7 separate regions of the Mus musculus genome follow, and all the other regions are linked to region 1. A link is a contact called in public Hi-C, promoter capture Hi-C and targeted proximity ligation data. All regions are on one chromosome and are shown on one strand. The core of a region is the stretch at or near the end of the contact, and the rest is flanking DNA. Distances in the headings are between cores, read along the strand shown. Region 1 holds the start of Zfand5 (zinc finger, AN1-type domain 5). Region 2 holds the start of Ostf1 (osteoclast stimulating factor 1). Region 3 holds the start of Carnmt1 (carnosine N-methyltransferase 1). Region 4 holds the start of D030056L22Rik (RIKEN cDNA D030056L22 gene). Region 5 holds the start of Apba1 (amyloid beta (A4) precursor protein binding, family A, member 1). Region 6 holds the start of Ptar1 (protein prenyltransferase alpha subunit repeat containing 1). Region 7 holds the start of Rorb (RAR-related orphan receptor beta).

Region 1 (3,678 bases), core at 783-3,282:
CCTTGAACTCAGAGATCCATTTGCCTCTGCCTCCTTAGTGCTGGGATTAAAGGTGCGTGTATGTGTCACCATTAGACTTAGAGCATGTGGGTTTTTTGTTTGTTTGTTTTGTTTTCTCGTTTCCTCCCAAAATATTGACATGGGGTTATTGGTCCTCTTTAATCTCTTGATCTCTCAATCTCTGTCTGTGATGTTCCATTCCTTAACAGACTCTGCTTGTGCCTTTACTAACTAGACGTAGGCAGGTCTCTGTGAGTTCAAGGCCAGCTTGGTCTAAAAGGCAAGTTCCAGGTCAGTCTGGGCCACACAAAGAGACCATCTCAAAACAAACCAAACTCTCTCTTTAATAAGCTTATCAGAACAGCTCCTAGTAGAGACGGCTGGAGCTGAGGCTTCTCTTTCTTTCTTAAAACTCTTGTCACACTGCATACAATTTTATCTGTTTGTTTATGTGTCAATATTACCATGTGGTCACCATAAATGCATTAATACATGTAGACAATATACTGATTTTAAATTACTCGGATTTGTATTACTTGTCAATTTTAACTTACACTATTGATAAGTTTTGTTAGCATCAACAGCTTGATTTTAAAATGACTTTGTTGTTTAAATTGGACAAGATAAATTATAAAGCTCTTCTTTTTAAAATGGAAGAATAAAAAGAGACAGACAATAAGGTATGCTCTATTTAAAAAAAATCTCTGAAGTTATTTTTATCCTCATAATTACGGTTTCCATTAGTCTCTAGCGCTTCAGGCAAGAGCATCCTTCATCATGACTGCCTTACCCTGACAAATGGACAGGGAGGGCATTTTTCTCAGTAAACTGCTGTGATAAATAAGGAGACCCTAAATGAAAAATAGATGACACTGAAATGGCTGGTAAATGGTAGCAGTTAGTTTTATTATTTACTAGTTTACAGAAATAAATCCCAAAGATCCTAGGACAAATGACCCAAACTAAGTCTGAAATACATTACTTGACCATAGCAATATAACCCCGAAATAGGTTTTTAAAATGTATTATGTACCGGTTAGTCCACTTGCTGTGCAGGGAGCAGTTAGATTTGGAGCATCAGGGCAGCACCCCTCCCCCACACTACTTCCACAATATCACAAATACAAAATCTAGAAATGAGGTTCGTGTGTCCCAGTCAAGGCCAACCCTAGGGTACCTTAGAGATAGGCCTAGGGTTTTTAAATACCCGAAATGAAGGACCCTAAGTGCATAAATGCCGTTAAGGTAGCCCTTCAAGGCCTACGGTTCTTAAATACCCGAAGTGAAGGACCCTAAGTGCATATTTGTAGCTAAGGTAGTAGCCCTTATGGATTTCGGCAGAGACATTTTGTGACCAGAACCCACGGAGAGACCAGCAGAAAGCTTCTTCTGTTCGTGCTCTGGGCAGGTACCCAGCACCTTGCCCTTGCCTGGGGTCCGGCTTGTTTGTCCCTCTTGCTCCATCTCATCAGGCTTGTCAGGGTTCTCCGTGCTTCACTGGAATAGTAAATTTCCAGGGGTTTCTATAGGCTGGCTTAACAGTTCAGAACGGCGGCGCGGGGCTGGGGCTGGTGGGCGGTCCTAGCTCAGAGCTGGCAGCGCACCGCGACCTTGGGCGGTGGCAGGCGGAGCTGCGGCGACACCCGGAACCCTGCCAGCCTCCTCCGGGCCGTGCCTTCCCGTCCCGCGGGGAGGGGACCCCGGCGGAGCTGGGGACGAAGCGTGAGAAACTGGGCTGGTGTGGGTGGCTGAGGGCGGACAATAGGGTTAAAAATAGAAGCGCTGCCTCCGTGGACCCGCCGCAGCAGCTCCACCCAGGGCCCCGCGGGCCGGAGGGTGACTGGGCGACGGTGACCGCAGCCTCCGGACTCGCCCCGCCCCCAAGTGCGGCCCCGCCCCCGGCTAGTGCCTGCAGGTCAGGGGCGGGGCCTCGTCCCGCGACGTCATCGCGCCGCGGGCGTGCCGACCGGGTTTTCGCTGACGCACAGGCCCCGCCCCCGCCGCCCTTTCCCTCAGATCCCGAGCGCCGGTCAGAGCCAGAGCGTCAGTCGTCGGGATCGCTGAGCGGTGTGCATCTGGTCAGGCGTCCGCTCGCTGCCCGGAGTCGCGCAGAGTCTCTGGCGAACGCGGAAGCCCGAAGAGCGCAGTCCTCGGGCCCCGTCGGCGCTCAGGCCTCTCCGCGCGCCTCCTCACTCGGCCGGGACGTCGCTGTGGAGGCGTGAGGTGCCGGCGGCCGGGCGCCTGGAGCGGCGCTAGCCCCGCGGCCTGCGGTTCTTCTCCTCCCCCGCCGCCCTCCCACCCGAGCTGCGGCGGGGCTCGGCCGCCTCGGCGCTTCTGCACGAACAAAGGAGGCCTCCGCGGCGCCAGCGCAGCTCCGCCTGCGCTCCGCTCCGCTCCGGCCCGCGGCGGCCGCTAGCCAGCCCTTCCCGGAGGCCTCAGCCCGGCCCACCGCCCGGCGTCGCGCGCCAGCTCGCTAGTGCATCCGGGCCCCCGCAGGGTAAGTGGCGCGAGCCGGGACGGCGCGGGGGCGGGAGCACGCCCGATCGGCGAGCACAAAGACGGGCCCGGCCGGGCCAGCGGGCTGGACGGGACAATGCCCGGCGTGCCGCGGCGCCGGGTGCCGGCCGGCCGACCGACCGACAGGATAGACAATGGCAGAGGCGGCTACTGCCGCGCCTGGCTCCCTGCACAGCCGAGTTGTTCCGGCGAGGGACCGTCGAGTGCATGACTCAGTGGTTTTTGGAGCAGGCCCTACCGGGCTTCCCGGAGCGCGGCCTGCGCTGCGAGGGGGGTGGGGGGCCTCTGGGTCCCGAACTCGGTCGAAATCGCTGGAACCGGGACTGACGGCTCTTCTCCCGGAGGGTTTTTAGTTTTTTCCAATGCGGTTAAGCTTCTCCCTCAAAATCCTTTGCATGGAAGCAAGTCGAGCGCCTCTCCCTTTGTTTCTTTCCTACGTGAACATTTGTGAAGTTGACATTTTGCTTGCTTTCCGTGCACTCCGTGTAGTTGTATTCTGAGGGAAGGTATTATAAGCTAACTGTCGATTGGAGCTGCCTAAGAATATTACCTGAGATAATTAGAAGAAAATAATATATAGGTCAGAGCCTCCTTTCTTAAAATCGGTATTTAGTAATCAAGGGAATAGTAAGATAGTAATTAATTTTATCTTATTTTGATTTTTTTAGGTGAGATTTCATTATTCAACTGCTGAAAATATTTCACTTTTACATTTCAAGTTTGTTTTTGAAGTGTCTCGCCCCAAAATAAGGGATTTCTTTTAGTTGTTCTAAATTGTTTTGTGGCTGGAACCGGTATTAAGTATGGAAAGAAGCTCTTAGAAAAAAAAAACTATTTGACTGTTTGGCAGAGGTGTCTGAAATCTGGAGACTAAGGACTTGCACAAGGTCAGGCTTAGTAGCACATTAGAGTTTAGAGTTCGGGTCTGACCTCGAGGTTAGGGAGTGATCTTGCCATTTTGAACCATTGCCATTTTGAACCATGGTATGCACCTGAAACAGCTATTCCATACTTTAAAAGAAAACTTCATTCATTTCAGATTTTGAGTTGGAAAATCATTTTTAGTCCAGTGAGGTTTGTTTTAAGCTATGAGCTAAGAAAGAAAAAGCGTGAATTTAAACAAAACAGAGCATTCTAGCTATGCGGGAAAGGGTTTATGGA
Region 2 (3,678 bases), core at 361-2,860, 2.6 Mb before region 1:
TAAATCCAAAGTGAAGTCAAAGTTCTCTCTAAATAGTAAAAATGTTTAGCCATGTGTTTTCTGGTTTGCTGGAGAGGAAAAGGCAGAGATGTAAACAACAAAACTGGTTCCCAGAGCAAACCTCGACTTAGTAACAGGCTGGGTCCTAAACCACACCCAAGGGTGCATGAACACACAAGTTCACAATCACGTACACAGGGGCAGGCTCCTGCCAACACTCACAGACTCAACACTGACTTCACTTTTACTGTGTCTGGGGGAATGAAAAACTTCACGAACCGATTCTCGGCACATTCTTCAAAATCAAGAGCTTTGTTCAGCCATCAAAGAACTCAGCTTAGTTGGACCCTCGAGGTACTTACTGACTTACAGCAGAGTTTACAAAACTGCCACCTCATACATCCGCATCTAAATTGCAAATTGCAAACTTCTCAGATTTCACGTCGAGGGCAGCCTCAACCAGCACCCGCCCAGCCTCTGCTCAGGCCAAAGCCAGTCTGAGCCACTTCCTTCATATTCCGGCCCTACAGAATTTACGTCGACAGCGAATGCCTGTTTCACAAATATGTGTGCATTATTTTCAAAGTCAGGGGCTTGATGCTGCCACAAAAGAAGGAAACTGGATAATTATTGAAGTTGAAGTGACTGTCACTTTAGTAAAACAAACAAACAAGCAAAGCAAAACCAATAAAACAACCTCAAGGGCAAAAAAAAAAAAAAAAAAAAATCACTGAAGCAGCAGCATAAGCAGCTATAAAAGTTGATGTAAATGGCTTTCAGCCTTTGTAATACCAAAGCTGCAGGAGATTAGGAAAAGGGGTCTGGGAATTCATCAAACATTCATCTCCCATTTTTTTACGATCCCTGTCAATTCCCTATCCAAATGAAAATTCCCACGAGTTTATTTAGTCTCGTTTCTCCATATCACAGAAAACACTCTAAGAACAACGTTTTTAAAAGTGAACCAGGAAGGGCGGTCAAGAAAACTGCTTTGAGGAACTTCGTACTCTCTCCAGTTTAGTTCGCGAGAGTCACCCTAAGCAAAAACACTAGGATGCATGACAGAGCGACACTGCCTAAAGCTAGGAGCCGAGAGGGTTGCAGCCCGGCTGTCCCGCTGGCAGCGCCCGAGCAGCTCTCCAAAGCTCCCGGGAGACCTCGGGTCCCTGGCCCGCTCCAGCCCGGGCGCAAACCCCACCCAGCCGCAGCGCACTTCCCGTTCGCCTGCCGGTCAAGAACTCCAACTTGACAGCGACAGGGCGAAATATGAGGAAGTGGCCGCGACCGAGGTGCTGCCACCACACCGCTAGAACGTCCTGGCGAGCCGTGTGGACAGAGTCCGAGGACGCTCCTCGGGAACTCGAGCACCGGGTCCCGCAGCCTGGAGACCCGCACGCGCAGCGCACACCACTCTTACCTGGTTTGACCGGTTTGGGAGGTGGCTTGGACATGGCGCTACACGGAGCGACCAGGCTCAGCCGCGGGAGCCCCACACGCACACGAGAACTGGGCGCCAAGCCTGCGCTGGCCGCGGCCGCTCCGGATCCGCGCGCAACCCGATGCGGGACACTCGGACCAGCGAGCTCCGCAGACAGCCCGGCCTTCCCACCAGGAAGTGGCCGCGCCTCGCCGGCTGCTGATTGGCTGCGGCGGGGAGCCCGGCCGAACCTCAGAGGTCCAGCCTGCTCCGGCACGCCGGAGCCCCGCCTTTCTCTTGGGGGAGGAGCTTTACAGTAGCCACGCCCTCAGGCCCTGCGTAGGGGAGGCTATGAAAGCGCAGTGGACTTCGCTGCCTAGGTGAGCACCGGGCAGTGGTAGGCATGAAACGCTCTTGAAGCTTGCTCTGCGACCCTGCTGGGAAGGATTCGAACCCGCTTCGGTGAGTACCCACTGCCTGCTGCGTACACACGGCGAGGCCTGGGAATCTTCAAGAGTCTCCTTCGCTGTATGTACCAGGAACCTGATCGTGTCTAGGGAAACCGCGGTGGGACTTAGATGCTCCTAAAAAGCAACTAGACACTGCTAGCTGTAGGAGACCCCACATTTGCTAGCTGGAGAATCGGGTCTTGATCCCCCACGGGACAGGACAGCTTTTTCTACAGCATCTGGTTAACAAACTCCAACCCACTTGCTGCCTGGCTTTTATAAAGACTTCTAACAGTGCTTTTGGCGTTTTTTAAATAGCTGAGACAAAAGCATAGTATTTTGTGGCACACGAAAGTTAGGGGAAACTTAGATTTCCGTGACCATAAAATTTTATTAGAACACAGCATGCTCGTTTGCTTATGCATTGGCTTTCTTATTACAATTTCAGAGTTGAATAGTTACCCGCGAAGTCAAAACTATACTACTGGCTGGTACTTTATACAAGTTGCCCAACACGAGAGTTTATGTTCACACATAAGTAAACTCACAATGTCACAGTCAATATTATATGCCTATTGTATATTAGGGGTAATAAAAATGAAAATACTGGTTATGTAAGAAACTACAGGGTCAGCACAATGGTCCAGCTGCCCCTGCTGCCAAACCTGATGAGCAGAGTTCAGCCTCTAGCACCCACACTTTGGAAAGAGAACTCCCAGGAGACCTATGACCTGAGCATGTGTTCTGTGGTGAACCATGGCATGCACCTGCCCACACACATGCACCGCAACCTAGATACAAATGTAAGAAAGCAACTTTTTAAAAAAGAACCTCCACAAAATGGACCTTCAACATGTCTATTGAAGGTTAATTTACGGGGAAAAAAGTGACTGAAACTTCAAGGGGCAAAGGTTAGCAGGAGCTTGGTCATGGCTATGCCCCCAGGCCTTGCTTACCAGGAACTCTACCTGTGGGGGATTTCTGCTTACCAAAAGGGTTCAAAGTTGAAATTAGTCCTATTCATGGGAGCGTATCCAGATAACTGTAGCCTGAACCTCACGGAAGTCCTGAAACCTGGGCCTTGAAGTCATCTGAAGAGCATGTGTGTTTGCTCTTGTGTTTCTCAGATTTGATTGATGGTGGAGTTCTTGCCGCCTGCTGACTCTTCCCATCCTCCTGGGAATCATTCTGTGCTTTAGAAGTCTCTGTTCAGAGTGGAATAGATTGAATATAAACATAAGCCAACTATGAAGAAGATTTAACATTTCACTGGGATTAAATCAAAGATAGTTTTAAACAATTCTGCGTATGAGCCAGTCTTGGCGAGGCTTGCCTATGATCCCAGTACTTTTAGGAAGGTAGCTTTGCCACAGAGGCAGCCGTGGCTGTGTGGCAAGTTCCTGACCAGCCTGGACTCTGCATAGTGAGATTCTGTCTCAACAGATAAATAATATAACAAATAAGAATGATAAGTAAGTGTGAAAAAGATAAATGGCTCATTTAAGGTTTGCTCCTCTCCCATCTTGTTCTTCTCCCTCTCTGTGGAAAGGATACTAGCGGCCAAGAAGACACTGCATAAATATCCCACAGGATTCAAGCTGACAGGATACCCTGACTTCAAGACTCTGAAAGGTCCAAAAGGTGGTCTCTCCAGAGACATTAAGATGTACAGTTTGTCTTGGCTCTGAGTTGTGTGTGCTTCACAACATCTCTGCTGCAAGCCAGGTGTACAGACACACACCTGCAATCCCACCACTCTGTGGCAGAGAGTAGAGACCAGAGGTGCAGTATATGATTGTTCTTTAAGACTTT
Region 3 (3,678 bases), core at 344-2,843, 2.6 Mb before region 1:
CAGGAGCAGGTGGATCTCTGACTTTTTTGTCTGTTGTTTTTGTTTGGTTTTTCAAGACAGGATTTCTTTGTGTTGTCTTGGCTGCCCTGGAACTAGCTCTGTAGACTATGCTGGCCTTGAGCATACAGAGAGCTGCCTGCCTCTGCCTTCCCAAAATGCTGGGATTAAAGGTGAGCCATTACTGTCTGATGGGATCTCTTGAGTTTTAGGCCAGCCAGGAGTACATAGTGAGATTCTACACCTTCCCCCCCCCCCCCCCCCCCCCCGCCACACACACAGAGGGCGGGGGAGGGGGGGGAGAGAGAGAGAGACTGAAACACCATCCTCTAATTCCTCTGTTGGCACAGAGTGCTACCAGTCTCAGGTTTATGAGAGCATCTGTATGTATCCACTTTGACAAGACTGGAGTCCAGATGGGCAATCCCTGCTGAGGGCTCTACTTCCTGGGACATGGTATCCAGTTTTATGACAAGATACCAAGTGACAGGGCCATTGTTGAGAAGACCCTATTCACCTTATTTGGGGAGACAGGCACTGGCAAGAGGCAAGGGCTCAGAGCAGTGTTTGTAGAATTGGAACTCAGTCACGGATGAAGATCACACTAACGCCTACTGTCAGTTCTTCTGTTGTGAGGTGTCCACCAGAGAGGACTGTTCAGACATGGGTTTAAGCCAATGGAAAGCTCGATTAGCCGGCCATTGACGACACCGGATGTTCGGGATCCCAGTGTAGCAGTGAGCCTCTTGCAGGATGACCTTTATACACAAAAATTATGTTTTGGGTTGACACACTAAAGTTAGCAAGAACAGGTAGCCAGAAGCAGACGTCCAAGAGCTAAAAAGCAAGTACATTTACAGACTTCCCCGGAGCTATGGACTTTGATGGATTCAGCCTTTGTTTTACTTTGGCAGTGGTGCTGTCTGTGTGCTGAGTTTTACAGCCTTAACGGCACTTCATCATAGATTCAGGTGAGCTAAGGTCTCAGGGCCTTCTAAGATCTGGGGCTCTGCTACATTTCTATCTCGAGTAGCTCATCACAGGCGAGGAAGATGCTATGCTGCCAGTAACTATTCCCATAGCCATGACATCCTGAGCAAGGAGGTCACTGATGTCATTGTGGAGTGAATTTACAAGACGAGCGACCAGCTCACAAACCTTCAGGGCTTGCTTCTCAGTTTTCTGAAGGTTTGATTGGAAACACTGACTCTGGTTCATCTCCCAGCTAATGGAATGTCTTCTGATTCTGCAACTTGGACTTTTCCCTGAAGCACTCTTAATTGTGCCTTCATGGGTGCTTAAAGGGAATCCACTTAGAAAACGAGTTTCAAGGGCTAACTTAAGACCTTGCCTTTTTGAGTTTCTAAAGTTAAAACATTCAAAATCAATTCCTGAAAACCCACTTTTTCTTTCTCTTGCCCTTCCTTTCCAGCCTCAGAGCCCGTCCCACTCCAGCGGGCCAGATTCGTGGCCCCGCCCACTGGCTCTCATTGGTGCCTGCTGCTCTAGCACCGCCCCCAGCAAAGGAGCTCCTCCTCCAGCTGGCCCTAGACCCCGCCCTCTAAGCGTATTCGGACGTCAGCGCGTCGTAGCGGAAGCCCGGCAGCGAATGAACGCGGGCGGCCGCGGCCTTAGCCTGGTCGTCGGCGCGTGCGCGGGTCCCGAAACCCTGGCGGAGCGCAGCGCGAATGGAGGCCTGAGGGCGGCGGGGGCGGGGCGTGCCGCGAGCGGGGGCCTCGGCCGCGGCCGGCGCCGTCTAGAGGAGGCCCGGCCGTTCGCCACCACGCACTCGGGAGCCGGGAAGCGCAGGCGGGTCACGCCGTGGGCCGCGGCGGCGATGCAGCGACGACAGCGCGCTCCGCCCGCGTCTCAACCGGCCCAGGACGGCGGGCGAAGCGAGGACGTGGAGGTGCAGTTCTCCGCCGGGCGTTTGGGCTCGGCCGCGCCTGCGGGGCCCCCGGCGCGCGGCACCGCCGAGGACGAGGAGCGGCTGGAGCGCGAGCACTTCTGGAAGGTCATCAACGCGTTCCGCTACTACGGGTAAGGCGCGCCCGCCCGCCCGCACGCCGCAGTCTCGGGGCCCGCCTCGTGGCTGGTTCGCGGAGCCCGCGGTCACCTGCGCGCGGGCGGTCCCGTGGGGCTGCCTCCCACCTCACCCGGAGCCGCCGGAGCGAGTGTGCACTTTTTGTAGAGAACTGAACGGTGCTGCCGAGTGGCTCTGACCGGATGGTGGAGGGAGGAAGAGATCCCGGAGTTGCAAAATGTGCATCTTGGTAAGGAAAAAAGAGAGCGGGCACCGGAGCCGGCTTTATGTTCTTGTGGTCTGCGAGTAAGTACGGAATTCCTCTCGTGGGCTAGGCATGGTTGTGGGACTCTTCTGTAGGCTCTCCATTCGTATCGCAGCTTCCTAACTTCTACATATGGTCTGGATAGGTGTTCAGATAGCCCAATGAGAATGCCCAAGTACAGATCTGTTCGCGTCTTCGTGCACCCGGGGTTTTGGGCAAGGAGAGTTAGTACATTTATATCCGTAAGCGACACAGTCCACTGTGTTCTGAACCTGTGGTTAGAACCAGAGAGATGAGCGTGACCTCGTGTGCGGATCAAACCAACCTAGGTGGTACTCTGTTGCTATTTGTATTACAGTTGTTTATATATGTAACTCTTTGCCCAGGTCTGACTCCCATCGAGGGCAAGGACGAACCTTACTTTTATGGCACTGTGTTTGGCAATGCTGTTGAAGCTCTATTTTAAAAATAAAACATAGTGGCAAAAGAGGACACTCCCCCAACAGCCCTAATCAGTCTTGCGCGGTGGTTCTATTACTTTGTTACTGTTTTGAATTGAACAGTTATTTAGGATCTGATGGTTACAGAGTGTCAGGTATGGCAGGTGTGTGGAACCCAAGGCCTCAAGCTCTCAAGTTCTAGGCTCACAGGCAGTTCTTGAGTCAAAGACTTCGATGAAATAATTTCCTAATTGAACTCAGAAGTAGAGGGTATTTTCTGATAGTGCCACATTTTACTGTTGCAAAACATAGATTCTGGGAAACACCTTGGCATATAGTAGTAGGCTCGGTTAAACATATGTAATTATATTCAGTTTTAATATATTTGGAGCCTGAGATTCTATTATTAGTTATTGGATGGGCCATTGGTCTAGGGTAGAGGCCGTTTGACCTGGTCTTGAGTACTGCAGTATAGAAAAGGCTGCTTGCTGTGTGCATTTTCTAATTGTGACATGGTTCCCTGTGCTTTCGTCTCTCTCTACCCATTGAATATGAGATTGGGGGACTTTTCACCAAAATTTTTCTTTACTTATATAATGTCTCTGAGAAACACGCCAAATCTCTGGAAAAAGTAGTGTAGCCTATATGGCAAGCATTATGTTGCTTTCCAGCATTTTTGATAGTCTGGCTTTGAAGTGTCTCTACTGCAGACACTAGTCACGTTTAAACATAAATTAAACGAAAGTTAGAATTGAATTGCACAGCCTCACTAGCATGTTTAAAGTGCTCCACCTGTTGCTAGTGTGTCATATTGGAGTGTGTGGACAGAAGTCCTTTCATCACATGAAAGCCTGCCAGCCCTGTTCTGGACTCCTAGCACATTTTATAGGGCTTACTTTTACCACTAAATGTTACAGTGAACTGAAGACTGTAAAGATCATAGGGGGAGAAAT
Region 4 (3,678 bases), core at 490-2,989, 2.6 Mb before region 1:
TAAATCTGTACAACGCATTTTTGAACAATGCTCTTAGCATTTATAGATTTTGTTTTTCAAGACAGGGTCTCTCTGTGTAGCCGTGACTATCCTGGAACTAGATCTGTAGACCAGACTGGCCAAGAACTCACAGACTGCCTCTGCCTCCCGAGTGCTAGGACTAAAGGTTTTCCAAACCACTTTTAAGATAAAGCTTTTAAGGCGATGCACTCTCATGTCTTCGCAGGCGCATGTGTATGTATGGCAAAATGCCACGTCTAAAAATAAGCAGCGTATTGTATGTCAGCTAGATCTTAGTATATCTTAAAATATTAGCAAATCCAAAAAAGCATCTTAGAAATACAGATAAGTGAGTGGACTGAGGGGGAAATTACAAAGAAGTAGTAATTCATGGTCCGAAACAAGACTACTTGGGGACAGGAAAGAGAAACGGGACAGTGAAGAGGCACACAGATGCTCTTTCCCTTCTGAAGCCAGGCAGGGACACTTGCGTGTTACGGTCATTTTAGCTATGCATATGCTTTATACTACCTTGTGTACATAATGCTAAGTATCACAAGGAATGAGGGGCGGGGTGGGGGGAGGGCAGCAAGATTCTGGAGAACAGAAGGAACACACCTGCCCATGTTGTATTCTATTGTGTTGGAACATGGTCTCCGCACAACAAATCATCTGTGTCACTAGTGTGAAAATGGCAATGGCGAATTTATCATTTGTTCCAGGTGGAAGAATTACCAAGTGCAAACAGGAAATGGAGCGATCAAACAGAACTTTCTGTACACTACCGATAACGCTGTTTGTGCTTGTTGGTTATTTGCTGTCCTCCCACCAATGCAAACCGTGATGGGTTTGTTTGAGCCAGTATTTTAGTCTTTCGGTAAAAGCAAAAAGTAACTCAAGGATAGAGATCTTGCCTCCCATGCCCAAGGCCGTAGGTTCAATCCCCAGTGCTGGAAGGAAGTTTCTCTGTGTAGATGGCTTACAACTACATCTAGAGATATTTAAGCATGCACATGGCGCATATTCATAAATACACCCATACACAGTACCTATCAGCTAAAACAGCTCTACCATGCCCTAGAAAGAATGTTTCTCCGGAGCGTTGATGGGCTTGGTTTCTTTTTGTTTGTTTTGTTTTTTCCTTAGTTTTGTTTGGTTACTGCGTTTTCTCCTTATCCTTGCAGCACTGGGGATAGAATCTAAGGCCTTGGGCATGGTAGGCAAGCACCCTATCCTTTAGTTACTTTTTGCTTTTTACCAAAAAAAAAAAAAAAAAAAAAAGTACGGACTTATTTCTGCCACGGTTTACATTTTTCTGCCAAGACACCACCCACTGGAGAGGTCCTGGAACCTGCAGGCCGCTGCGGGCTAAGCAGACACTTCCGCCGCCCCAGGATCGCAGCACAGAGGAAAGGGCCCCAGCGCACTTGCCGCTGGGACCTCTGAGGCCGCGGAGTCTTTCGGCCGCTCCTGCCCGAGTCCTCGCTTGGGGACCGAGAGGCGCACACACAGGGGAATGCGAACAACCGTGCAAGTCAAAAGAAGGCCGCCAGGGGGTAGCGGCCTCCTTCCATCCACATCCCCATGCCCCGCCCCCTCAGAGGGCGCACTTCCGGCCGCAAGGGCGCTCGGGAACGCGAACCGCGAGCCTCCACCAACCAGCGGCTGTGCTGGATGGGCGCAGGTGCGCGCGCATCACGGCGCAGGTTCGAAACTCCGGCGCTGCGCGGTGGCTCCCCCACAACGTCTCGTCCGCCCTCGGGACAGCCGAGCTCTGCGCTGCCCTTCGCCCTCCGCCCGCCGCCCGCGCGACCCTCGTCCCTGGCCCATGGCCAAGCGGCGTGCGGCTGAGCCGCTCACGTTCCGCGTGCCTTGGAAGCGGCTCCTGCTCAGCGACTTCCCCGAGGAGCCGCCGCTCTGGGTCCCGCCGTCTGGGACGGCTCGGCCCCTCAAGCGCCAGGGGGACGCGGGGATCATGGCGGAGCCTGCGTCTGCGCCCCGCAAGCGACGCGGCGGCGGGGACGACAGACAGGAGCTGCAGGGCTGTAGCCGGGAGCCCGGAGAGCCACCTCCTGGCGAGCAGGAGGAACCCCGGGCCGCGGGCGGCGGCGACAGAGTAGAAAGCGCGGGCAGCCCGCAGGTAGCCGACGGGGTGCACAGCCAGGTAGGTCCGCTACTCACTAGCCCGGAGCTCGGTGCCAGGCCGCGGAAGTCGGGCCATCGAGTGGGCCAGACGGGCTGGACCCTAGAGGGTCAGCTCAGTGACCAACGGGAGAGAGGCGTTTAATTTGATGGGGAATGCTGTAGAACTTCTAGCATGCTTTCCAGTAGCATTCATCAGAGGACCTGTTAACTCCTAATGTTCAGTGCTGTGAGAATGGATTGTTGGACTCACTGTCCTCTCCGCTGCTTTGTTTTGGTAGCCGCTAGCCATGTGATCAGACAGAATACACTAGAAATATAACTTGACCAAACTTATGTGTTTTAAGTGTAAGAAGAGTAGGAGCGCCAAATATGTTTTAAGATAAAGGGTCGGGTTCTGAACTGTGTTACACACGAAGCAACTTGCCGCATATTGGGTGTACTGTTTGTTAATTTTATTTTTAGACACGTGACTAGAAAACTTAAAGTGAGTGTTTTGCTTTTTCAGACAGGGTTTATCTATGTGTAGCCCTGGCTGTCCTGGAACTCACTCTGTAGACCAGGCTGGCCTTGAACTCAGAAATCCGCCTGCCACTGCCTCCCAAGTGCTGGGATTAAAGGCGTGGGCCACCACTGCCCGGCCTTCGAGTGAGTTATAACCCATACTATATATGTATCGCACAGCATTGGCCCGACTTAGGGACTCAAGAGCCTTCTTTAAAGCAGTTCTTGCATAAGTTGGTGGAGCATGAGGTGAAGAAGCAAGGGTGATTCTTAGAGCTCGCCAAACTCAGCCACCTTGGCATGCGTCTGCTCAGTGTCCTTTTCTAGTTATTTTATAACAAAGTTGATAAGATAACGGAAATTTTCTCTTCGTGTAGCCCTGGCTGTCCTGGACCAGGCTGGCCTCGAACCCAGAGATCCACATTTCCTCTTGCCTTTCGAGTGCTGAGATTAAAGGCGTTCAGGGAGATTATCTTTCAATACTACACTCACTGTTTTTAGGTGAAAGTTACTGGTTTCTTAAGCAGAAGTATTGGATGTAACTGCAGGCACCCTAGCTTTATGTGCACAGGTGATGAGAGAGACTGACTGGCCAAGGGGAGCGAGCGTTCAGTAAGCAGACACCACACCATCCAGTCCTTGCTTAGACACAGTTGGCTAGACCTGTTGGTCTTCCCTTGTTAGTAGCAGCCAGCAGAAGACCGTGAGGCCCAGGAGTGTTCTGTCAGCTCTGCTCCTTGAGTTCCTTATCTTCTGAAGAACCTTGAGAAGATAGGAATTCTCCATCTTTTCTAGCTTCCAAAGACAAAGGTTTGTTTTAAGAGCTAATCATCCAGGAGAAAAGGATGTAACAAAAAGCAAACTGGTGTCAGTGTCTGCCTGATTTCTGCTTGCTCAGATGAGGGCATAAATCCTTGCCCTAACGCTATGGATAGTCTTGTGTAGGAAATGGTGCCACAGGTGTCTTCTTTCCAAGCACAGTACTTGCCTGCTTTGTGTTGTCAGACTTAAGGATGTCACCTTTATTGTTTC
Region 5 (3,678 bases), core at 345-2,844, 2.5 Mb after region 1:
GTGTGTGTGTGCCTGAAGAAGTCAACGTTATGGCTGCTGCCTGCCTGCTTAAGGCATCTGGGCTTCAGTCCTGCCTAGGGGGCTCTGATACCTTTCCTTCCTCTAACTGGTCTCCTGGAAAGGCTTTTTCCTCAGGCAGTCCAGGGAACATCAGATACCCCTGCACCTTGGCAGTTGGAAAGTTCACAGTTGTTCTCTGATGTGTAGTTTTCCCAGGGTGCTATGAATTCTGGAGGGACGAGGACCCTATCTGGCTTTCACCAGAGAGGGTAGTTTTACTGACAAGATGAATAGGGAATGACTGTCACAAGAAAAACAACAATGGCCCTTATTTCTAGTATATGTTTAAGTTTTATGAAAAGATACTGGGGGGACAGGAGAAGCTATACTTTTCTTTGTCAAAGCCAAGAAACTAATTACGAAGTAGAATGCAGAAATTCATGTGAATTTTAAGGCTAAACAAGAATTCTAGGATGCCTCGGGCTACACCCGTAGATATTTCTGGAGATACTGTGCTTAATATGGAAATACTGTATAATGATAGATTTATCTCTCCCTAGGTCAGATAAGGAAGGCTTGTCTTCATTTCACTAGATGAGAATATGCATACTAAGACGGACTTGAAAATTATAAGGTTTCGGGGGAATATGACCCTTAATTTTTAAATTGAGAACTCTGTCCCAAAGAGGGGGGAGGATGTAGCTATGGAATCGCCTATTACAGATGGAGCTGGCGCCTGAACCCAGGCGCCTGAACCCAGCCCCGCCCTCGCCCCTCCACTCCCACCCCGCCGCCGCCCAGGGGCCAGTCCACCTTTTCATTAAGTCACAACACCTGCTACCTGGTCCCTAGTGCTCAGGGTCCCCACCCTCCAGAGAACCTAATCATATACCAGGCGAATTGCCTCTGCACGTCTGGAAGACTCTTTTAAGCTCCTAGCAACGGGCATCGAGAAACCAAGTGGACCATTTCCCGACCCCGCCTTCCAGACGCTTTCTGGGTGGGGCGGGTTGGGCAGCGCCCCCAGTGGGCGGCCAGACAGACGCCCAGCTTGTTCCTCTCAAGCTCACGCGGGCGCCCCCTCGCGGCCACTCGAGGAGCGCAGCGCCGCATTGCAAGCTCCAAGCTTTTTCTTGGCTTTCAGGCCCGGGAAGCGGGAAAACTGCGTGTCACTAAGCAAGAGGACACGGGCAGCCGTCCACGCGGCAGTGTGTCCTAAGCGTGACCAGAGCCCATTCGCAGAGACGGGGCCGGGGATGAGCGTTAGGGACCTGGGACAGAGGACCGTGGAGGTCCCCCTGTGTCCCCGCGGGAGGCAGCCACGTAGTCCATTCCAGGCTCTCGGCCACGAGAGGGAGGGACTCGCGCACAGCTACGGCGACGGCTGTGGACCCCTCGCACGCTCACGCGCGCCCGAGCTGGACTGTCGCGTCGGGCCCGCGCCGCGCGCGCGCACGCGGGTGGGCGTGGGAGGCAGGGGCGCTGCTGCACGCGGCGTGCGCGCGCTCCCCCCGCCGTCAGTCGCAGCCGCCCGGCCCCGGCGCGCGTCACGAGGGCGAGCGGGCGGCGAGCAGGGGGTGGGGCCGCGGCCGGAGGGGCCCGAGCGGCTGCCGAGCTAGAGCCGGAGGAGCGGGGCGCGGGCGGCTGCGGTCCCGGTGGCGGCGGGGGAAGATGGTGGCGCTGGAGGCGGGAGCAGCTGGAGAGCAGCTTTATTCCCAGGCTTGGCACGGTCGCTGTCACTAGCGCCGCCTGCTCCCGCGGGCCCGCGGACCCAGCTGTCAGGCAAGGTACCACCGCCAGGGCGGGCTGGGTGAGTGCCGGGCGCCCGACGCCCCGGACGGAGCTCGGGTCCTTTTGGAGGGATGATCCCGGGAGCTAGGGGTGAAGCGTGGAACAATAGTGCGGATGAACAGGGACGGCAGGCGACATCCAGGGAGGCAGTGCTTGGAGCTAGCGAGGCGGGGGAAGGGTGTGTACTAGAGAGATGCCAGGCGTCCGGTGCGCGCTGAGATACCCGGCTTTGGGAAGAGCGGGCCTGATGACAGTCACGGAAGGAGTGTGTGTGTGTGTGTGTGTGTGTGTGTGTGTGTGATAGCAGAGGGGATGGAGGTGGCAGATCCGAAGTGTAGGGGGAGATGACATTTCCAGGAATCCCCGCTAGGATCCCTCCTCTCTGGCTGACTGATGATGGAAACCGTGAGGTGGGCAGGATGCACTTGGTGTGTGAAGTGTGGAGGGGAGGCAGTAGGGTAAGGCCGGGTTTGTAAAATCCCGTGTAAGAGTGAGTGTTTAGCGTGCAATTGGATCCACGCTCTCAAAACTGCGCCCCACATCCAGCGATCTGCTTTTCCTGACTTGATGCCGCCAGCTAACACTGTGGGACAGTATTGGTTATTTTGACCCTGCAAGTCTAAGAACAGTTTCTGTTCTGCTACTGTTCTTGGGTGGCTGGGTGTACGGATTCTCGCTTCCCCTTTCCCTAACGTCCTAACACGGGGATGTGGAAGTGAGCGGTTGCTTTGAGGCACATGGCAGCAAACCAGGATAATGGTTACACCTTTTGAGACAGCTGGTGTCCCTGGCTCTGAAGGGCGCTTTCTTTGGCACTTCACAGCCTCTCATTGACTGCCTGACTCTGCAATTTCTATTGTTTATCTCTTGTCTAACCCCAAGAAGAGGGTGTTTAATGGTCATCTTCCTCTCCCGTTCCCACAACTTTTATCACCAGACTCCCTTCCATATATAAGTACTGAAAACCTTCTAGCTGAAGATTGGATAGTCTTTGCAATGATTCTTTTAGAATAAACTCTTGAGGTGTGTAAAGAAGGTGGGGGCTTTAAAAATACAAGAACAAGATTGAAAGGGAAGTAAAAAAAAAAAAAACAAGGAAAAAAAAAAGAGTGCCCCAACATGCATTCTCTTGGGTGTTTTTCCGTGGGAAATGGGATGCTAGTGACAGCCACTCTCCCGGCTTTCACAATGGTTAGAAGGTCCATTTAGGAACTGAAATTTCCCGAGACCCATGGATATAAGATCTCCAGTCAGTGAAGTCCCCGATTTCCTTCCCAGGACAGCTCACTCGTAGGAAATTTGGCAAATGTTTGGCTCTCCAATGATGTCTAGGAACCAAGACAGAGAAAAAGCACGCAGAGTCTATAGATGCTTAAATTTCTCTGCGTAATAAAGATAGGGTTGCGTAGAGAGGGAAAGCACTAGAGATGGCATATCCGTATGCGTGTCCACTGCCGCCTGGTTCCCTGGAGTCTGTATTTCTCCTGCAATATCCATAGGAGTGAATGCACCTTTATGATAATAGCCCAGTACTTTACTGATGTCATATGATTGGATTCACCTGCTTGGGACATATTTTAGTTATAATACCTTAAATTCTACTGAATTGCTGTCAGAACCCAAATGGGCTGCACTGGGCCTCTTTGAAAAGCTTGAAATAATCACAAGGATGTACAAATAAATGTATGATATACTGACACCAAAGATTTCTTTCTTTTTCTAAAAATTTTATTCTTTGGGCAAAGTATAAAGTGTTATTCCATGGGTACATTGAAAATAATAAAGCTAAGGCCATCTACATATGACTTTTCCTTCTCGTTTATTGTTTTTAAAACAAATGATGACATGTGGACCAACTATGCTGGAAGCTATGAGTGTAAAGTAAAT
Region 6 (3,678 bases), core at 451-2,950, 2.4 Mb after region 1:
TCTCCCTCCCAAGTGGGATTATGGCATCCTCACTTGGGCCCTTTGGCTTGTTAACCTTCTTGAGTTCTGTAGATTGTATTCTGGGTATTCTATATGTTTTTTGGCTAATAACCACTTATTAGTGAGTATATACCATGCATATCCTTCTGGGCCTGAGTTACCTCACTCAGAATGATATTTTGTAGTTCCATCCATTTGCCTGCAAACCTCATAATGTCCTTGTTCTTAATAGTTGAGTTGTACTCCATTGTGTAAATGAACATTTTCTGTATCCATTCTTCCATTGTGGGACATCTGGGTTGTTTCCAGCTTCTGGCTCTCACAAATAAGGCTGCTATGAACATAGTGGAGCATGTGCCCCTGTGGCATGGTGGGGCATCTTTTGGGTATATGCCCAAGAGTGGTATAGCTGGGTCTTTAGGTAGACCTATTTCCAATTTTCCGAGGAACCTCCAGTAGCATATTACTTTTTAAAAAAATGTAAAAGATGTGTGTGCGTGTATGTTCCCACAGAAGCCAGAAGAGGATGTTGGATCATCTGGAGCTGGGGTTACAGGTGGTTGTGGTTGCTAAAAACAAGTGTACTTCATTGCTAAGCCATCTCTCCAGCCCCTGGTATCACTCTTCGACAGGACTCTTGAACTTGCTCTTGGTCTAGGGATGCAACACACCCCATTTGTCTCACTGCTTCTCCCAGAGCTTGTCAGAGTCTTTTAGGGTCTTAATCAGGTCTGTTTTGCTTTCCACAAGTTTGTAGACTGTCTCTTGTTTCTTCACCAGGATCAGGACCAACCACAGTTTGCTTTTCAGAGATCCAAGTTTCAAATAGCCCAGCCAAAGATAACCTTGAATGTCACCTCCTGTTTTTACCTCCCAAGATCACAGCCACGCACTACCTTGCCAGGGCCAAAAACCAAAAATTAAAAAGATACAGACTTCAAGCATCAGAGAAGGAGGAAGAGGAGGAGGAGGACGGGGAGGAGGAGGAGGAGGAGGAGGGAGAGGAGGAGGAGGAGGAGGAGGAGGAGGAGGAGGAGACACCATCACCAGTTAGAGGCAGTCAGAACTTTGTACTTAGAAGGGACAAATAAACCTGATATATAAAAATAAAAATTTTAATTACAACACTTTTAAAATCCAAATGGAACAGAGCAATCTTATAATTTGTGGAGCAAGAGAGGTCAGGAACAATTGTCAAAGCCTTTATTTTATTTTATACTCCAAATTAACGTAGTGATCACGAAATGTATCAAAAATGCTAAAAGTACAGAAGTACAGTGGGTTACTTTTGTTTTTAACCTTATCCCCGAGATCTGAAGGGTTCTTTCTCCTGTACTTTCTTTCCTTTGCTTACTACATTACAAGATCTAACTAAACGCGCTACTTTACACTTCATGCATAAAGTAGCACAGGCGTGCAAAAGGAGGTCAGCAACCCGCCTCCTCCCCGGGTGGGCCGGTGAAGCGGGCCTGGTGCAGCCATCCGGAGGTCCCTGGGTAAAGGCCACTCTGGGACACGGCTGCTCGGAGAAGTGCGGGGGAAGCCTCCTTCCTCCACGCCTAGTGAACCAAAACTCCACCAAAAGCCACCGAGCTCGAAGAGCCGGCCCAACCCAGCGGTGCTGCGGCCCTCCCTGACCCGGAAGTGCTCGGCGGCCTCGGCGAGAACGCGCCTGAGCCAGCGCGCGCGCGCGCCCCCGCGGAACTCCCGCCGGCGGCTGGGCTCTGCCGGAGGCGCGCCCGATCGCGGCGGCCGCCAACATGGCCGAGTCGAACGAGGAGGTGGCGGTGCTGGTGCAGAGGGTGGTGAAGGACATCACCAACGCCTTCCGAAGGAACCCGCACATGTGAGTGGCGCGCCCTGCGCCGCCGGGGTCGTCGGGGGCGGCTCGGGGCCGCGCTCTAGTCCACTCGCCGGGGCCGCTCGGGGCCCACGCGCGCTTCCGACAGGCGGAGCGCGGCTGGGACTGTCGCGCCGAGCCGGCTGGCCGTTACCAAGACGCGTGGCGGGGCAGTGCCGGGGAGCGACCTCCGAGAGCCACGTCGGAGCGTGGAGTTTTCTGCCCTGCGCGACGCGTCCCGGGAGTTGTGGCAACTCTTCTCCCCGCCGCCCTCCGCCGGGATGCGCTTGCCCCGCGGGCCACTACCGTGGGTCTCTGTGTCTTGGAGGCGACTCTCGGTTGCATCCAGTGCGTGGCTATAGAGGATTATCCACCCCATCATACTCCCTACAGCCCCCTTTCGGGTTAACTAAAGGTGATTGGAAGCTGCCTTTGACTTTTCGACTCGCTTGTCACAAAATTGCAAAGCGAGTCGGATGTAACAATTTTTGAAGGTGACCTGAGTGGATCTTATAAAGCTGTTGCAAACTGGATACTTTTTTTTTATTAGTAGCGCGTCCGAAGTTACAGACGAGCATCTTAAGGCATTCTTACCTAGCATTGTTGCCTTCTAAAAGTTCACTCCTGAACTGATACATATATTATCTCTTTCTCCTCCCTTTCCATTTTATTTGTTACTCTCTAGGAAGATACTCTTAAGATTGTATTTTTCTTTTCCTGATACTCTCCCTTTAACGAATGGAAAGGAAGCTACTAAAGAGTTACCTACATCAGTATACAAAAGAATAAGAAGCCAGAATGTAGCCCATTCCTGGGGAAACAAACATGAAGTCCGGTTTTGTATTATTTTCTCATTGGTTATACAATTTATTTTTAATATTTTAATTTTTTTTACTAAAACACATGAATTATTTTTACGCATTCTAGCCTCCTTAGCTTTTCCACTAAATGAAAGGCCAAACACTTTAATCAAGTGTTCTTTTCCTCCAAGATGATCTCAGAAAAGAATTTAGAAGTCCTCAGATGGCCTGCTTTCTTCTCTCAATTAAGGACTTAAAACTGTACTTCCTTCAAGACAAAAGACTACTGGCCTCTAAACATACCTGCCAGCCCCGACAGCCCCTAAGTCGTCCTCCTTTCCTCTTTTGACTGCTGACTTTTTTCCCCAATGAGTGTTTGGAGTGATTTCCTGGCAGTAGCCATAGTGGCTGCTGGGCCTTTTAAGGAATGCTTTGATGTCTTGTGTGTCTGTCTTTGAGGCCCTTTTTGAGAATTCCAGCTGCAGAGCAAGTAAAAGACACATCCTTTGGGGGGGGGGGGGAAGCTGGGCAAGTGAGAAGGTTCATTTTTTAATCACTGGTGTCATTTTCTAAAACATTGTAACAAAGGTTAGACATTTAATATCGTGATCACTCCAGTTTCTCATCTTTGAGGTGGACAAAAAATACTATATTTGGCGAAATTATGATTAGTTAGTTCTGGAGGTTGACCCAGTGGAATGTGGATCAGGTCTCTGTTTTTCTGGATCATCAAAAACTCCTAAAGGGCTTCAACTCCTCTCTCTTCATCATAATTTTATTCTGCGGTCTCACTAATATATACTCTGTCAACATAGAATTTATGGCTATTTGTAAGTATTTGGGTCATTTGAATTTATAAAGGTTTGAAAGAAGTGAAGGCTTGAGAGAAGTTGGGCACTTGAAGTAAGTTTCGTAAGCTGTAAACATTGAAATCGCTCAATTCATTGTTTAGTATTTGTCAGCAGCTGTATTTTAGTACATATTCCATACAGTAGGAGTATCTTCTATCCATCTTTTAAAATGTCTTTTGTGTTAGAC
Region 7 (3,678 bases), core at 716-3,215, 2.2 Mb before region 1:
CCTGCCTTGTTCTACAAACACCAGGGCTCACGCTGTGCTTTCAAGGTCAAGACAGGCCTAGGGCTCCTCAATAACGACCAGGGTGAGGGTCATGCCCACTCCTCCCTAAGTGCACCAGAGTAGGCAGCCCGGTAGATGGAGATGGGTATTTTTGGGCCCTGTTCTAAACAGTGTCCTGCTCAAAAGCACTTCCGTCCAAGATGCAAGAAGGTTCAGAGTTGACTGTCGCTTGCTTATTTTTGCTCCGGAGGAACTTGTGAATCAGAGAGAAAAGCCACCATAGGAACGCAATACATCAAAGAAGAGAAGCTTGGATTTAGGGGCTGGGTGTCCAGACATACTCAGATGTCCAAGTTAGGAGGGCACCCGGTGGTGGCCTCTTTAAGAAAAGAAGAAATTGTGCCCCACTGTAAAGTGAGAAAGCAAGAAACTTGTACCACTGAGATCTACAAACTGACTCCTCATGCCCTCTGGCCAGCTGCTCAGGTAGCTCCCAGTTTTGGAGTCAGAGCAGGAGACTGAGCTCTGTCTTCCCTGAGGGCCACTTGTCCCTGAGATAGCACCAACATTGACAGTGGTGGTTCTATCCAGAAGGTGCACTTAGTATTAGCTTCTATTTTGGTCCTTTATCCCACAAAAGAGCTTGAGACCCTGTTTTCTCCGATGTGAGTAGTATGGCCTTCACTCTCCAGAACTTTCTCCTACCAACTTTTTTTTTGGGGGGGGGAGTGTTAGGGCGAGAGGGGGGTCGGCCTATCCAGAGTGAAGCAGAACGGGGAAGAGGGGACCCAAGGAAGGTCCAGACGTAAGCATCTGCTTCCCGGTTCTCGGGAGCATACCGTGTTTACTATTTCTAGAAAGAGACGCGCTTATAGACTGCTCCTGCATCTGGCAGCCTGGGCCAGTGTGATCCCCACTTATGCCAGGGAGTTCACCTATGGCTAGCGACCACGGCGGGATGCGAGCTGCCAGCCTCTTCTACCCAAAGTCACCCGACTTCCTGCTCTCTATCCCGTGTCCTGTGGCGCACCGGAGAGCGACGCGCAGAAAAGATTCAAATCCAGAACTGGGAGGCGCGATTAGCACTGTCCTGGTCTCCAAAAAATGCGCCCTTCAGCGTCCTGCCAAAATCCCCGAGCCTTCCACACCTTCCCACAACTTTCCAAGCCCAGGCCATTTGCAGTCCCACCTGCGAACCGAACTCGGGGAGCCTCGAGTAGCCAATCTCTCTTCCCTTGGGCCGAGAGCTCTCCCCTCCCCCAAAGCTCCCGGTCTAGCTAGAGTTGTCCTGCTCTGGGCGCCCGCCCGCGGGCTCGCTTACCTCGCATGATGTGGCCGCTGTCCTGCTCCGCGTAGTCATGAAGCTCCCAGCCCGAACCCCAGAGAACCCAAAAATTCCGCTCAGCACGAGGGAAGAAGGCGGTCGGCGAAGAGCTGCTCCGCTGAGAGAAGCATCCCTTTAGGCAGATGTCGTGGCCACAGGGTGACGGTGGCCGCCGCCGCTAAGCTAACAGTTTTGATGCTGTTGCTGATGACTGTTTCTGATGGCTGTTTGTTTGTTTTCAGGCAGAGTGGAAAAAAAATGTCCTAGCTGCTGGTGCCTGGGTTTTGTTTTGCTTTTGTTTGTTTGTTTGTTTCTTTTTTTCTTTCTCTCCAATGTGCTTGCTTTAAAAAAAAAAAATGCCACCGCCTCGGGGCTCGGAGATTTCTTTTGTGATCACTTAGACTGAGGAGGAGGAGGAGGGCAGCGGCAGGAGGAGGAGTTGGTGGTGGTTTTGTTAGTTACAAAGAAGAGGGAGAATTATCAAGGGGGAAAAAAAGGAAACAGAAAAGAAAGAAAGGCGGCATGGATTGCAGAGCATGTGCGTTTTCACATGACATCTGTGCCTGTTAGCGGATCCACAATGTGAATTTTCACTGTTCAGTTGCAGAGACGAAGGGAGCGAGAGAGAAAGAGGAGAGAGGTGGAGAGAGCGAGCGCAGAAGAGGCTTATACGCGAGGGCGGGTTTGGCCGGACTTCCTGGCCCCGCCTCCTGTCAGCACCATGGCCAATCAGCGTCCCGCAGCGCGTGGAGAGTCTGGGGAGGCGGGGGAGGGGACGCTCTTGGGGACAGGGGGCGGGGCTAGGGACTCTGGCGTCCCAGGATGTGCGGACCCAGACTGGGAATTAGAGAAGGTCCTATCTGAGGTCTGATCTGGGCCAAGCTTAGCGCGCCCTGGAGAGTGAGGCAGATGTGAGAGTGACGTTCACTTCTGACTCCAGTAATTAGAAAGGGACACTGGTCAGTCAGGTCTTTGGAGGGAAGAGTCTAGGCGAACCGCTGGGCTGCACTCTCATTCCCTCTTACTGCAAGAGTCCCAAAAGAGTTTTGTACACTACGACAGCGCTTTGAAGCGTCCCTGTTCCATAATGCAGGCTCCTCTGGCAGAGTGTTTACCTTGTCAGACGCTTCTGCTGTAGCGGTAGACTACAAAACCACACCCCTCTAGTTCTGTGCAGCTTCTTTTAAAGACTGTTCAAATGCTCCCCACCCCTCACTCTAACTTTAACTAACTAATGCTGAGCCTCAGGTCCTCCCTTCCTCCCCTCCTCTCTCTCCCTTCCCTTTCTCTCTTCTTCCTTTCTCAGTAGTCCCAGGTTCCTTTGCCAAGGACAAGGGTTTCTTTAGCATTTGGAAACCCTTTGACCCTGGTTGCAGGACTTAAGGACAGGCTCATTTGCCTTTTTATTTGTCACTTTAGTGACGGGACACTTGGCAGAGAGCCTAGACTAGAAGGCAAGACTGTGTGGTTCTGTTCAGTTGGTGAAGGTTTAAAGAGCAAGACTCTTGGCTAGTAGCTCCCCAGAGACACCTGCTTAGGAGAGTTTGGTACTAAAACGAAGGTCATGAGACTGCATTCTTTACAAGAAATTTGTCATCTATTGACAATTTACCTGTATTCTGAAAGAGAAAACAAAACAAAATGAAGCACAGGTATCCAAACTTGTTCTTTTTTTGGCATGGTTTCATTCTTTGTAGATGAAACAAACACACACTATAGAAGCATGGCATCGATTTCCTTCCGTGTAGTTAGGTACTGCTTGGAAACTTTGGTGAATTGAGCATCATGAGACAGGAAGTGCAAAAGTTTGCTTGATCATTTTGAAAGCACAGAGACAGGACTCCGTGTCACAGTCATTCTAAAAGTGAGCCTCCCCAACATTCTCCATACCCAAATAACTCGACTTTTTTTTTTTTTTGCCAGTATTTATTCATGCTGCTTTGGGTAATATGTAATAATATGTAATATGTTGTAGAATTTGGAGTCCTTCAGTCCTCTGTACACTGAACACCATCAACTAGTTGTCTCACCAATAAGAATTGTATTAATTCCCGAATCTTCTGTCAGTGTTTAACCAAAACAGTTCGGCTGTGGGCAGTTCCATTTGCGTGTAATTTAGGAACATGTTGTGGAGAAAGTAAAAGTCGATTGAGTCATTAATTAAATGAAATGAACAAAGGAAGTTACTATTCAGGAAAGCTATTCCTCATAAATACCTTTCTCCTAGATTTTTAATTGACACAGTAGTTAATCTTTTAAGATAATATTTAAGGCTCCCTGGTTTTTATCATTTTTAATCAAGTAAAATATATTCATCATAACTACATTAAAGCTGCAGTAAGTTATGCCTAATT

The links. Promoter capture Hi-C pulls out the DNA fragments that hold promoters and counts their contacts. Hi-C and Micro-C count contacts between places; a contact is called where the count stands out from the background. Capture Hi-C pulls out chosen DNA fragments and counts their contacts.
Region 2: a Hi-C map of B cells shows a contact between it and region 1, with 7 read pairs. A contact is called at or near these places in 5 of 39 promoter capture datasets (the 3T3-L1 cell line, the C10 cell line, hippocampal neurons and 2 more), 1 of 484 Hi-C or Micro-C datasets (B cells) and 2 of 130 datasets of targeted methods (astrocytes and large pre-B cells).
Region 3: a contact with region 1 is called in a targeted proximity ligation map of extraembryonic endoderm stem cells, with 8 times the contacts expected there. A contact is called at or near these places in 4 of 39 promoter capture datasets (the 3T3-L1 cell line, the C10 cell line, cranial neural crest and 1 more) and 5 of 130 datasets of targeted methods (astrocytes, embryonic stem cells, extraembryonic endoderm stem cells and 1 more).
Region 4: a promoter capture Hi-C map of liver shows a contact between it and region 1, with 4 times the contacts expected there. A contact is called at or near these places in 5 of 39 promoter capture datasets (the C10 cell line, cranial neural crest, hematopoietic stem and progenitor cells and 2 more), 5 of 130 datasets of targeted methods (astrocytes, embryonic forebrain, embryonic stem cells and 2 more) and 1 of 9 other capture datasets (liver).
Region 5: a promoter capture Hi-C map of pre-B cells shows a contact between it and region 1, with 4 times the contacts expected there. A contact is called at or near these places in 2 of 39 promoter capture datasets (the C10 cell line and pre-B cells).
Region 6: a Hi-C map of CD8 T cells shows a contact between it and region 1, with 6 times the contacts expected there. A contact is called at or near these places in 1 of 39 promoter capture datasets (pre-B cells), 1 of 484 Hi-C or Micro-C datasets (CD8 T cells) and 1 of 130 datasets of targeted methods (astrocytes).
Region 7: a contact with region 1 is called in a promoter capture Hi-C map of hippocampal neurons, with 4 times the contacts expected there. A contact is called at or near these places in 1 of 39 promoter capture datasets (hippocampal neurons) and 2 of 130 datasets of targeted methods (astrocytes and stem cell-derived neural progenitor cells).

What each region holds. Positions count from the first base shown.
Region 1 is chr19:21,270,246-21,273,923 of GRCm38.p6, forward strand. It overlaps Zfand5 (zinc finger, AN1-type domain 5), which reads left to right and starts at 2,033. Exons shown (of 6, transcript NM_009551.5): 1 at 2,033-2,497. It overlaps LOC115489044 (atherin-like), which reads left to right and starts at 1,213. Exons shown (of 2, transcript XM_030251153.1): 1 at 1,213-1,245; 2 at 1,530-2,497. The coding sequence starts at 1,213. The coding sequence ends at 2,222.
Region 2 is chr19:18,630,203-18,633,880 of GRCm38.p6, forward strand. It overlaps Ostf1 (osteoclast stimulating factor 1), which reads right to left and starts at 1,611. Exons shown (of 10, transcript NM_017375.3): 1 at 1,418-1,611. The coding sequence starts at 1,451. It overlaps Nmrk1 (nicotinamide riboside kinase 1), which reads left to right and starts at 1,814. Exons shown (of 9, transcript NM_145497.2): 1 at 1,814-1,879.
Region 3 is chr19:18,669,166-18,672,843 of GRCm38.p6, forward strand. Carnmt1 (carnosine N-methyltransferase 1) reads left to right here and starts at 1,594. Exons shown (of 8, transcript NM_026120.5): 1 at 1,594-2,037. The coding sequence starts at 1,835.
Region 4 is chr19:18,711,496-18,715,173 of GRCm38.p6, forward strand. It overlaps D030056L22Rik (RIKEN cDNA D030056L22 gene), which reads left to right and starts at 1,740. Exons shown (of 2, transcript NM_001374130.1): 1 at 1,740-2,164. The coding sequence starts at 1,829.
Region 5 is chr19:23,757,282-23,760,959 of GRCm38.p6, forward strand. Apba1 (amyloid beta (A4) precursor protein binding, family A, member 1) reads left to right here and starts at 1,595. Exons shown (of 13, transcript NM_177034.3): 1 at 1,595-1,810.
Region 6 is chr19:23,685,700-23,689,377 of GRCm38.p6, forward strand. It overlaps Ptar1 (protein prenyltransferase alpha subunit repeat containing 1), which reads left to right and starts at 1,701. Exons shown (of 7, transcript NM_028208.1): 1 at 1,701-1,846. The coding sequence starts at 1,761.
Region 7 is chr19:19,109,231-19,112,908 of GRCm38.p6, forward strand. It overlaps Rorb (RAR-related orphan receptor beta), which reads right to left and starts at 1,966. Exons shown (of 10, transcript NM_001043354.2): 1 at 1,322-1,966. The coding sequence starts at 1,328.